Regions from separate parts of the Mus musculus genome. Here regions 2 and 3 are each linked to region 1. A link is a contact called in public promoter capture Hi-C data. All regions are on one chromosome and are shown on one strand. Each heading gives the region's core, a stretch centred on a gene start, on an enhancer-like site or on the middle of the called end of the contact. The rest is flanking DNA. Distances are from core to core; before and after follow the strand shown.

What was found. Promoter capture Hi-C pulls out the DNA fragments that hold promoters and counts their contacts. Capture Hi-C pulls out chosen DNA fragments and counts their contacts.
Region 2: a contact with region 1 is called in a promoter capture Hi-C map of liver, with 3 times the contacts expected there. The contact joins the promoter of B4galt2 here to the promoter of Btbd19 in region 1. A contact is called at or near these places in 3 of 39 promoter capture datasets (hippocampal neurons, liver and pre-B cells), 1 of 484 Hi-C or Micro-C datasets (CD8 T cells) and 2 of 115 datasets of contacts at active chromatin or transcription factors (SST interneurons and effector CD8 T cells).
Region 3: a contact with region 1 is called in a promoter capture Hi-C map of liver. The contact joins the promoter of Ipp here to the promoter of Btbd19 in region 1. A contact is called at or near these places in 1 of 39 promoter capture datasets (erythroid cells), 1 of 115 datasets of contacts at active chromatin or transcription factors (effector CD8 T cells) and 1 of 9 other capture datasets (liver).

Annotation. Positions count from the first base shown.
Region 1 is chr4:117,123,466-117,127,456 of GRCm38.p6, reverse strand. Btbd19 (BTB (POZ) domain containing 19) reads left to right here and starts at 1,799. Exons shown (of 8, transcript NM_001384196.1): 1 at 1,799-2,128; 2 at 3,317-3,518; 3 at 3,675-3,728. The coding sequence starts at 2,043. Tctex1d4 (Tctex1 domain containing 4) reads right to left here and starts at 644. Exons shown (of 4, transcript NM_175030.2): 1 at 599-644; 2 at 369-475; 3 at 113-181.
Region 2 is chr4:117,881,701-117,885,691 of GRCm38.p6, reverse strand. B4galt2 (UDP-Gal:betaGlcNAc beta 1,4- galactosyltransferase, polypeptide 2) reads left to right here and starts at 2,216. Exons shown (of 8, transcript NM_017377.5): 1 at 2,216-2,590; 2 at 3,875-3,916. It overlaps Atp6v0b (ATPase, H+ transporting, lysosomal V0 subunit B), which reads left to right. Exons shown (of 8, transcript NM_033617.3): 6 at 12-63; 7 at 398-588; 8 at 1,051-1,362. The coding sequence ends at 1,077. It overlaps Gm12841 (predicted gene 12841), which reads right to left and starts at 2,142. Exons shown (of 4, transcript NR_168719.1): 1 at 1,977-2,142.
Region 3 is chr4:116,505,438-116,509,428 of GRCm38.p6, reverse strand. It overlaps Ipp (IAP promoted placental gene), which reads right to left and starts at 1,880. Exons shown (of 9, transcript NM_008389.3): 1 at 1,779-1,880.

The DNA.
Region 1 (3,991 bases), core at 550-3,049:
CTGCCTCCAACTCCGGAATGGTGGGATTATAGGCATGACTACATTCACTGTCTCCCTAGGAGACTATAGGCATATATACCTTGTCTATAGCCACTCCATAGCCCTTTCTTACCTGTACGTTTGGAACAAGTAGGTCAGATTGGGGCTGTGTGCCTACTAGGTGCTTAGAGCCGGTTAAGAGCTGTGAGAGACACAAGCAAGGAAAGGGGCTGCTTAGTCTATGGTCATGGAACCTCTACCCAGTGTTCCTTTCCCTTGGTCACAGGAGGCTAGATCCACTTCCCCTTTCTCCTCCCACTTGACTTCATCAGCAGAATGGGGACATGAAGCTGGTTTCTGGGTTTCTTCAATAGCCAGAAGGGACAGACCCGACTCCATCACTCCCACAGCTCTCTGTAGCCTCAGAGGTAGAGAACTTAATCATCTTCCCTGCTCTGTGTACGGTGGGACTTTTCTCCCTCTCCACCGGCTGCATCTGGAGGTGGGAGACATGGGGAGAAGCAACTTCCATCGTCCTGCTTGGGTCTCTAACTCCTTCGGAATCACCTATGAGACGGATGCCCTCTTCCCCTGAAACTCCCGCAGGCATCTGACTCACCTGCAGCCTTTGGCCTCCAAGCTCTGCTGGCCCCACAGTCTTCACTGAGCTGGCCTGACAGGCCTGTGGGCGAGGAAGGCTTGTGTTGTGCAGTTACCATGGGGCTGTGGCAAGCACACCTCTCCCTCCCAGAAATCCTTCCCCTGGCCAAACTCTGGAATAACCTAAGTGTTCCTGCTATGGGCACCTGCAGAAAGGAGGGGCGCTCTGAGTTACCAGGGAGAGAGGGTCCACGGGGGCTTGGAGTTCTAGGGCATCACAGGCTAAGGGAGCCGGTGCCGAGAGAGGTGCACTGTTCAGAAAGGTCCTAGTTTCAGAGCCACTATTTCATATGAATCTCTCCCTGCCTCTTCACCCTTAGCTAGCCTCCTCTAATTCACAGGTCCACGAGAGGAAAACCCACCAGGGGGCCACTGGATCTGGCCTGGCCATCTGTGAATAAGTCACGGGGGGGGGGGGGGGCTGGGATATGCTAAAACCTTGAGATTGCGGGGGCAGCTTCTTAGGAATTTAGTATCTGGGCTCACAGGAAAGAGCACGTCATGGTTCAGCATTCTCCCCAGCAGCCTCAACAAGGACAAACATTTCCGCTTCAGGGCAGGGTGGGGCTTGGATGACTTCCTTAGTTCAGAGCTATGTGCTGAAGGGAGGCCTATTGGTTCAGCGGGAAGGACCCAGGCCTGGCATGGCCATGACTCAGTGATTCTAAGTCCGGTTTCTTAACCTTTGCTGACCTACTCACGTGTCTGGGACCTGTAGGCAGCACCTCTTTCCTTAGGGGGATTGCTTTTCGGGGCTGCCAGAGGCTGCGCTACTCCTGTTAGAACTGACACCTCACCTCCCCTGCTCTGGGAGGTGTGGGGCTGCCCCCTCCCAGGCAAGCTAAGTCTGAGCCTTGAAAACCACACTTAGGTTTGAGAATTTTCCCTGATGGGGTGATGTCTCGGGTGTTTCTAAAATGCAGCCGTGGGAAGGGATTAGAAAAGCAGAGGCCTTGGATTCTGAACTCAGTGTAGGCGGGGAGCCAGCCAGCACTAGGGCCCTCAGACTCATCTTAGGGCCCTTCTACTGCTGATTTTTTTCCCCCCCTGGGCGTATAGGGAGATGGGCGGGGCCTCCTCAGGCTCAGCTCCAGTTTCTATGGAAACCCACAGGCTTCCCACCCAGCTGCTGCCTGGGCAGATTCCCAACCTGGGCCTCATCCACCACCAGCCTCTCCCGGGATCATAGGCCTTTCTAGCCCCAGCTTCTTCTCTGGGTCCTGTCTGCATCTGCATCCCTTTCCTGAACCTCAGGCCTTCTTTAAGGACCTGGGCCTTTCTGCTCCTATATTTTAGCTCCTCGGCAAACAGGCCTCCAGCTCCTGCCCTCCCTCTCAGGTCTTTCTTGGCCTGGCTAGGCCTTCTAGACTGTTCCACCCTTTAACCTACTGCCCACTGCACTTATGGAGAACCCAGGACTGGTGGTACGTGGGCAGGCTGCACCCTTTTCCACAGCACTTCGAAGCCTCATCAACAACCCCCAGTACAGGTGAGGCAGTGGCCCCCTGGGGGGTTTTCCCTAGCTGGCCTGTGAATTTGAGGAGGCTAAGGGCAAGGAAGCCCGGGAAAGAACACTTGGCCTCCCTGGGGAACTCAGTCTGTGAGGAAGTCAGCTATAGAGGAAATTTACTTGTCTGTGGCCACACTACCCTGAGAGTCAGAGGCGGGGGTAGTGGCAGATAGAAGGGAGGGCAGCTGTGTGAACTCAGGCAATGCCTGAGTTCTCTGGCTTCTCCTCCACCCCCTCGGCCCTGAAAGATGGGTTATGATTTGATTCACCCCCATTGGGCTTTCGACTGAGCACTGGAACGTCTTATCTTGAAGAGACAGAGGTATGGATGGCTCTAGCGATTCATAAGAGGAACGAAGCCCAAAGGATCGAGCCGGAGACCCAGACAGGAAGTAGTTCAAGGTTTCCGACCACCCACTGCTTGCCCAAGAGACTAGTGCTGTCTGAAACCAGGAATAGAGTTCACTGGGGGCAGGGCTGGTCATGGGAGACAAGAACTCTGTTTCCCATCCCCAGACTCTCAGAGGCTGCCCTGCTCCCCAGGGTTAAGACTGCCATAATTCTCGGTTTTTTGAGGACAGGGTGCCACAGTCTGGCCTGAAGAGTGGAGCCTTAGGCAGGAGGCTTTGGAAGCTGAAGCGCTCGCTGCTGCCTCCTACCCCTACTTAACACAGAGGCTGGGGCCGGAAGTGATTATGAAGATGGAAAATGTGGTCTCACCTCATGATGGTGATCACTGTCATGTCTGTCTGCAGTCAGTGTGCTCTGTACCCCACATCCTCACACCCTCCCACAGGAAGAAGGGTAAAAATGCTGAGTTGGCATTTGGTGAAGGCGTCCCAAGAGGAGTGTCCTCTCCCCCAAGATTCAGACTGGGGAGACATCAACCTGGCTTGCATGAGCTCTGCTATCCCCCTACCCCCCCATCCCCCCGCCCCCTGTGAACCAAGCATAGTCCACTCCCTTGAGACCTGCCATCATGGCTGAAAAGTCTTAGAGTCAAAGATATAAAGTCACCGAGTGGAACTGAGACTAGAGCACAGGCTTGTGTCTTCCAGATGTAGGCTTTGACCTCACACAAAAAGAAGCCCTAGTGTGACAGAGGTAAAGCCAACAGTGTGATCTAGGTCTGAGATCCCCTCCCCTGGCCCTCCCTCTCTTCCACAGTGATATTTGCTTTGTGGTTGGTCAAGAACGGCAAGAGGTATTTGCCCACCGGTGCTTGTTGGCCTGTAGATGTAACTTCTTCCAGAGACTTTTGGGCCCTGGGGTACCTAGTCCTGTGGTGCTAAGCACTGTGCCTGCCGAAGCCTTCTTAGCTGTGCTGGAGTTCCTATACACCAACAGTGTCAAGCTGCACCAACACTCTGTGAGCCTACCAAGCAGAGGTCTGGGTGGGAGAGAAGATGAGGATGCCCGAGTCAGAAGGATGCCCATTATGCTGTGGGTTGAGGGGTGGGGGAAACTCCCTTCTGCTCCCTCAGCCACTCCCCTCTCCCTCCTCGCCCCCCCCCCCCCCCCGCAGGTGCTGGAGGTGCTGACAACAGCTGTGGAATATGGGCTGGAGGAACTTCGAGAGGTGAGTGTCTCAGGCAAGCCATCTTGTCTCCCTTGCCTTTCAGTTCATCGTCTCCTTCATAGTCTGACCTTCTCACACAGAGTATGATAGCTCTCTGTGTACACAGGATCTGTACATGCTCAGTGTGTGCTGAGTGAGCACAGGAAGTATTTATGGCTGGTTCTTCAGTGCAACGGTGAATTGGCTTTGGCCCATGATTGAATGGAAGGAGAGACATGAAAATGCTTAACATATATGGAGGCTTTGTGCTTCTGGCTTAGGGA
Region 2 (3,991 bases), core at 967-3,466, 760 kb before region 1:
GCCCCTCACAGCCTTTCAGTGCTACGGAGCCCAAGGCCATTGGCCATCGAAACTACCATGCAGGTAAGTGGGTAACATAGAGCTCACTCGGCATGGTGCTCTGGGCCTTTAACCCCAGTCCTGGGACGGGGGTAGCACCAAGTGAGTTAAGAGGCCAGCCAGCACTACATAATGACATAGTGAGACAGACACCCTACCACACATACACGCCTGGGCCTTACACACTTGCTTCTACCACACGTACACACCTGGGCCTTACACACTTACTCCTGCTTCCTGGCTCCATAGCTGAGAGTCTCAGCTCTGCAGAGTTGGGGTGGGACTGGCCCTGCTAGCCCACACTGGACCATTCCTCTCCTGCTTGCCTCCACCTCACGAGCTACTTCTTATCCTCCAGGTTACTCCATGTTTGGGGCTGGCCTCACAGTCGGTCTGTCCAACCTGTTCTGTGGAGTCTGCGTGGGCATCGTGGGCAGTGGGGCCGCCCTGGCGGATGCACAGAACCCCAGCCTCTTTGTAAAAATTCTCATCGTGGAGATCTTTGGCAGTGCCATTGGCCTCTTTGGGGTCATTGTTGCAATCCTTCAGGTGCGAGTCCCCCTAGAGAGGAACAGAAGTGCCTCCCTTTTTTCCCCTTCCCATCTCTTGGTCCCCCTTTGTCTCCTGCTCTAGATGCACGCATCTTTCCTAAGTCTCTCCATTAGCATCTCTTTCCTCGGCTGCCTCTGAAAATGTCTTTGTGGAGTTTCTGTCTCTCAGGGTCTGTGTTCTGTATGTATGACACACTTGTCAGTAGACTAGCATGTCTAAATTCATATTTTCCAGTGTGTGAGTTTGTGACTTGGGTGCTTGACTGGGCTGACTCTTGGCGACACTAACACTGTCCATGGGACTTGTCTTCTCTGTTGTACAGCTGAGCTCCTTTGTTACTGTCCATGTCTGTTTGTCTGTCATAGTGTGTCTGTCCGTCTGTCCACCCACTGGCCTGCTGGTTCTGGTCTTGTCACTGGTCACTGTCCCTGCCTGATTTGTCCTGTTTTTCCTTTGCAGACCTCCAGAGTGAAGATGGGTGACTAGATGACCTGTATGGGTGGGGCCGTGCCCTACTGTTATTTATTGCTGGTTTTCCTGGGACAGCTGGAGCTGTGTCCCTCAGCCTTTCTGGGGCTTGGTGTTCAGGGTCTCCCCTGCACTCACCTCTTGCTGCCTGTTGACTCTGGAGGCATTGCAGTCCAGACTGAACCCCAGTGTGGGGAGTGGGCTGCTGATGGTGACTGTGTACAGCTGTGCACCTGTGCCCCCCTCAACCCCCATCCAGCCCATCTTCCTAGTGTTTGTGAAATAAACTTGGTATTTGTCCCAGTCAGTGAGGCTTCTGTTGGCCCCTTGCGACACCTTTCACAAAGGAAGGGGAGGACCTGTTCACTCACTCCAACCTCCTGTAACTTTCTGTCTACACATCATCTCTGCTCTGGACCTTGCTGGCTCCTGGGTGGCAGATCAGGGTGCTAGGCTGGCTGTAATGCTGGCACCTCTTCATTGAAGAGTCTGGGCTCTGAGATCCTCCTAGCCCTATGTCTTTGGACCCCTGTGCACTAGACCCAAACTCACTACAGCTAATTCTCCTCTCTGTCGCTATACTCCTGAAACTCCCCGCACCTGGATTTTCCTGGAGAACAGTGTTTTACATTTGATAGTCCAGTATGAACACCTAACCCTTCCAGAAACCTCTTCTATGGTCTTAGTTCCTAGGGCCTTGTTCAGCTCCGCCTATTCCTATACAATTCTTGATTCCAACACCACCCTAAATCTTACCCAACCTGCTTTTACCTAATAAGTCCTTTTCAGTCAACACCTTTAGGGGTCTTACCCAGCAGGCAGCCCTGGTTGGCTGACCTTGACTCATGCTCCCAGGAAAGAGTTGGCAAGGCCCTAACCCTCTGAATTGCCCACTATCCAGACCCCGTCCCAAATACCTGAAGGGCCTTAGCCATCCGGCTCCTGGTCTCTTCCCATCCCTAAAGCAAGCTGATGGAGGAACCTGATGGATTCCTGCGTCCTTCCTGGGTCTCAGGCATCCGCAAACGCACCTCCCCGCTGGCTGGGCCGCGCAGGGCCAACGGCAGGGGCGGGCGGCGGAGCGGCGCGCGGCGCGTGCGGGCGCACTGGAGGCGGGGGCCGCGGGGGCGCGCGCGCGGGCGCGCCGGCCTGGCCTGCCCCTCCGAGGAGCCGTAGCGCGGGAGGGAGGCGGCAGCGCAGTGGTCCGTCGGTCCGCCGGTCCGTGGGTCTGCCGGGCCCCGCCCTGCCTCCCGGGGCGGCTCGGCTCCATGGCCCGCGGCGGCGGCGGGAGGTGGCCCCGGAGCCTCGGGGACCGCTGACCGGGCGGTGGGGCCGGGCCATGGGGGACAGAGCCGTCCACAGCTGCTGGAGCCGGGATCCCTACCCGAGCTGGAGCGGCGCCCCCTGCTGAGCCCCGAGCGCTGCGAGAGAGGAGGGCGCGCGCGGCCCCCCACCCAGGGCCCCGACATTCCAGACCCGGCCCGGCTAGGGGGCCGCCCGCGCGCCGTCACAGATCCCAGCCCAGGACCCGGTGAGCGAGGCACCGGCGCTGCCCCCGGCCTGGCTGCACCCCACCCTACCCCCATCCCGCTAGCCTCCTGGGCTCCGGCGTCCGCCCCCATCCGGCCTCCCTCATTGTCCTCGCTCGCCCCGGCCTTGTGTCTCGCAGAGGCGCTCGGCCCCGGCCCCACTTCCACATCCCCCACTGCATGCACCCCTCCCCAGGGCTCCACACCCACCTGTCCTACTGCCTCCCCCGTCCCGAGGTGCCACGTGTTCAGCCTCCCAGCCCCGCCCAGACGCACCCCTCAGTTTGGTGGCTAGCCTGACCCAGAGCCCCTGCCCTGGAGGGAGGGGTTGGGAATACTTGCACGTGGGTCTGGGTGTATGGCTACGCTTGTATAAGTCCGAGCCGCGGTTTGTTGATATATGTGGCTCCGTATGTTACTGTCACCCCAAGTGTGTCTAGCTCTATATGTAGGTCTCTGTGTGTCCCTTGAGTGTGGATGCCGACTGCTGGTACTAAAGCAGTCTATGTGATTTTGTGACTGTTTGAGATATTCTGCTCTCAGGAGCATGGCCAGAAGTATTTTTTGACCTTTTGGAACTACAGGGGAGACCTGGTTCGAGCAAGGGCACCCCCAGCCCCCACCACCTCTGCCAGTGTATGAACTTTACTCCTCTAGGGTCCAAGTGTACCCCATTTCAGGAATCAGAACTAGCTTTGCTAATCAGGCTCCAGAGCTAGCTAGCTAGCCTGAAATCTTAGGTGAGGGGCTCTCTATTGCTTGCCCCACGGGGTATGCTCTTGCCCCTTGTTCCAGTGGGAAGGACCTGTTTAAACATCTCTCCTTTTTGGGTGGAGGGCACTCTTGAGTGCTGAAGGCTCCTTCTCAGCCTGGTCCTAGTTGGCTAGGCCTGCTTGCTGTTGGGACCTGAGTGCTCAAACTGGCCATGGGTCTAAGTGACTTCCCTTCATGGCCCTCGGAAGGACTAAATGAAGTCATAGTATAAAGAATTCCTTACGTGATGGGCACTCAGTAAGTGATCCATTCTCTAAACCATGTGTCCTGTGTTGAGGATTCTGTCCTGTGATGTTGCTGGTCCCTGGGCCACAGGTGGAGCCTGTGGATAAAAGTGGTTTGGTGCCGAGGTACAGTCCTGGGTAATCAAATTCCCCTGTCTGTACTGTTGTGGGTATGCGTGCACGGAGTTGTACGGTGAGGGTTTATGTGTGTGGTTAGGTGGTTTGAGTGCTGGGGTGTGCCTAGGATAGCAGATACTGAGTTGCCAGCGCCTGTTGGTGTGTTTGCAGGTAGAACACAAACAAGCCCGTGAGTGTCAAGGTGTATGAAAGGTAAGTATGGATAAGGAGCTGGGAATGAGCAGCCAAGTCGGAAGCAGGTGGGGCTCATCACCTGTCCTAGTCTGA
Region 3 (3,991 bases), core at 631-3,130, 620 kb after region 1:
GAAGATCTATCTGCCTCTGCCTTCTGAGTGTTGAGATTAAACAACCATGCCTCACTCTCAATTATAATTTTTATGAGAAGAAAATATAATCTCTAAAGCCACAGAGAAGGAAACTACTAAAGTTTCCCCAGCATTAGTATACCAACAGTCTTGGGTTTATTTCATCTATGCCTGGGGTTGCTCCTGCCATATTCTATTCCACAGAAGTTATCAGACTAGGTTGTAGAGAATGGAACCCAGCTACAGAAACTGGGATCTGAGTCTTTGCAGGTTTAACAAAAACAAACATGTCAACAGTCATTTCAGAACGCTTGGGTTCTTCAAGTAGGCATGAAATAGAAGATAACAAAAATCCAACACTTTCATTATTTCTTATTTCCCAAAAAAAAGTTGAAGCTAAGAAACATGGCAACTTGCTATGAGAATCAAAGGGATAAATTCAAGTTACTGAAGAAACCACAAGTCCTTGCAATATAAGATCGACGATGAAGCAGAGGAAATGTAAAATGATTAAGGTTTTGTAATTCAGGCACCAAAGAAAACCAGTAATCAAAATGACAGAACTGTTGTAAGCTGATATTTTTAAAAAATTCAGTATATAGCATTCAGTCAAAATTATCAGTAAAAATGATCTGAAGGTGGGTGTGGTGGTGCAGAGGCAGGCAGATCTCTTAGCTCCAAGCCAGCCAAGACTGCATAGTAAGACCTTGTCATAATAATAATCTGATAATCATGACTATATAGACACTAATTTTGGGAGTTTTAAAGGAAGCCGCTAAAATTTACTTCAGCATGCACACAATGCATCTTACAAACAAGTGGCACATAAATACAATCTATTTCCCTCTATGTGGAAATTCGACCTATAGATGTTATTATACATGGCGTGGCTGTCAGACTTGTTGCTGCTCTGTATTCTCCCTGGCAGCAGATTCTGAACCCTCGCGGTGTGATTCTAGGCTACCTCCATTTCTCTCTTACTCAAGGTATTAAAGCACAGCCACAAGTCAAATGCCTCCTGTTACAACAAACAATTCACTTAATATTCACTTTGACAGTAGAGAGCCAGAATGTTTGTTGTCATCCTTCTCAGTAAATGTTGATGGCATTCCACTGCCAGTGGAGCACCTCATCCTAAACTGTGGCTTGGGAAATGCTTGTTCGTACAAACATGAAAAGTGAAGACCTGGGATTAGTGCATAGGGAGCTAAGAACTATGCTTCCATACAGTTTACTGGCTAACGATGGAGATAATCGGAGGGACTAAAGAGGACCTATGCTTTGATGGCCTGGATTTCCCGCTGAAGAGCATCTGAAAGTTAATTCAGTTAGAGGGCCAGAGCTCCAGCTGAGCATCAAAACAACTGAGACTCTTTGTGCTTGAGTTGGAGGCTGTAACTAGAACTCTGCCTAAACTGGTAGACACTAGAGGAAGAAAACCAACTCTGTGCTACTGACAGCGCGAGCCGGTAAGGAATTTCAGACTGGAGCCGGTAAGGAATTTCAGACTGGAGCCGGCAGAAGTCAGGGACAGGGTCCGGCCTTCGGTTTCCCCAGTGGGTGCTGGGAGAGCAGAGGCCAAGGCGCCGTGAGACTGGGAAGCTCCGGGACGCTAAAAACACACGGACGGTCAGAGCGCCTCCGGAGGCGACAGGACGAAAGCGGAGGAACGGTGCGTTCCAAAGCTCCAATCACTCGCTCTTCCCGGTCTGGAGAGCTGGACATGAGGAAGTTCCCAACCCTGTGAGAAACACAGACCGCACGCAGGCCTCGCTTACCCGCCGCGTCCCTTCCCGCCGGCGCCCTCCGGTGCTCTGCGCGCGCAGGCAGGCAGCGGAGGGGGCGGGGACAGTCTTTGGTGACAGGTGACTGCGAGTGCTGAAGGCGCAGCTTCGGCGCTGATGCGGGAACCTTCTACTGCGCGTGCTCCGCTTCTGGCCCCGCCTCCTCACAGCCACCGGCGTCGCTGGGTAAACCTGGGTAGCCGCTTGCTGGCCGCGGAGGCAGGTTCTTAAAAACCTCTCCCCTGCCTTGGGCTAGTGGACTTCCCTATTCCGCTCCATGCACATCTTCAATTCTTCAAGTGTCCCAGGCCAGGTACTGATCTCAGCGTCGAGGAAAATCACGTGCACCGTGCTTCTCTACCACCTTCCTTAGATCATTTCCTGAACCTCAATTTTGATACACTCCTGCCTACTTTGAAGTCAAGAATCAAAATGCCCACTTCTTTTTCAGTGTAGAGCATCATAATGTGTCCTGGTGCATTAGCAACGTCCAAACTTTTTTATAGTCTCCCCGCCCCACCCCAGGGTTTTCCGTGTAGGCCTAGCTGTCCTACAACTCACTCTGTAGACCAGGCTGGCCTCGAATTTAGAGATACACCTGCCGCTGCTTCCCAATTCTGGGATTAAAGGTGTGCACCACCATGCCCGACTGAGATTTTATTTTTTAAATGTGTGCCTCTAACCATAGGTTTGTATATGTAAAGGCTGTGCCCATGAAGGTCAGAAGATGGTGGTAGTTCCCCCTGATGCTGGAATTACAGGCTGGGAACAGCTCAGGTCCTCCTTGAGGGAAGTGGACTCTTTGCCAGGAGTTGTGGTGCACATCTATCATCCCAGCACTGGGAAGGCAGAGACAGGAGGATTTCTGTTGTGTACCTGGCCAGTCCAGTCTACTTAGTGAATTTCAGGATAGCTGGGGCTATGTAGAGAGACCCTTTCTCAAAAATAACAAGTAGTGTGCTCTCTTAGCCACATCATCTCTCCAACCCTCAAACTTTATGTTCCTGACCCATAGTGTACAAAAATATTTTACATCAAACACATACCATGTATTTGCATATTCAGATGTATAGCTAAGACAAAAATTTCACAAGACTATGCTTACATTTACTCCACATCTTCAATTTCTACTTTACATTTCATTATGAAAAGTGCAAAAAAAAATCTGCAAAAAGTGGCAGAAATTTAGAAAAGAGTAAAAGGAATTACTGGACCCCTGTCTGGTGCAAGGCTCAGCAATCACTGACCAATACTGGAAGGCTAGTTCCATGAAGATTTTCTATTGACTAAGCTATTTTATGGTGGAAGAAAAAAAAGAGAGATGGCTCAAACGATTAAGAGCACTGGCTGCTCTTCTAGAGGAACTGGGTTAGTTCTCAGCAACTACACGGCAGCTCACACCAGTTCCAGAGGATCACACAGCCTCACACAGACATACAAGCAGGCAAAACACCAATGCTCATAAAATAAGAATAAAAATTTAGAGGGCTGCCGAGATGGCTCAGTGGGTCCTGAGTTCAAATCCCAGCAACCACATGGTGACTCACAACCACCTCTAATGAGATCTGACGCCCTCTTCTGGTGTGTCTGAAGACAGCCACAGTGTACTTATGTATAATAATAAATAAATCTTTGGGCTGGAGAGAGCAGGGACTGACCAAGCAGGGTTGACTGGAGTGAGCAGAGGTCCTAAGATTCAATTCCCAACAACCACATGAAGGCTCACAACCATCTGTACAGTTACAGTGTACTTATACACATAAAATAAATAAATCTAAAAATAATTTAGAAGAAAAATACCAAAACATTACATTTTAGTGATACCAAGGCACTTTTGTCTCTTTTAACACATTTATTTAGATATTCCAGGTTCTTAGAAAATACAACATTCCTACAATGCCTGATGAGATTCTAAAATGGTGCAGTTACTATGTAAATTCTCTGGCAGCTCCTCAAAGGGTTAAATATAAAGTTACCATGCAATCTAATAACTGAATCCCTGCAGATATATATCCTAGAGAAATGAAAACAGATGATCATGCAAAAACTTGTTTATAAGAATGGTATAAGTTGATCACCATTATTCATAGCCACCACATGGGAATAGCCTCAATGACTATCAACTGATGAATGAATGAACTAAATGGGAACAAATGTGTGTGCATAAAACAGAGAATGATTTGACAATAAAAGATAAAGTTGTGCTC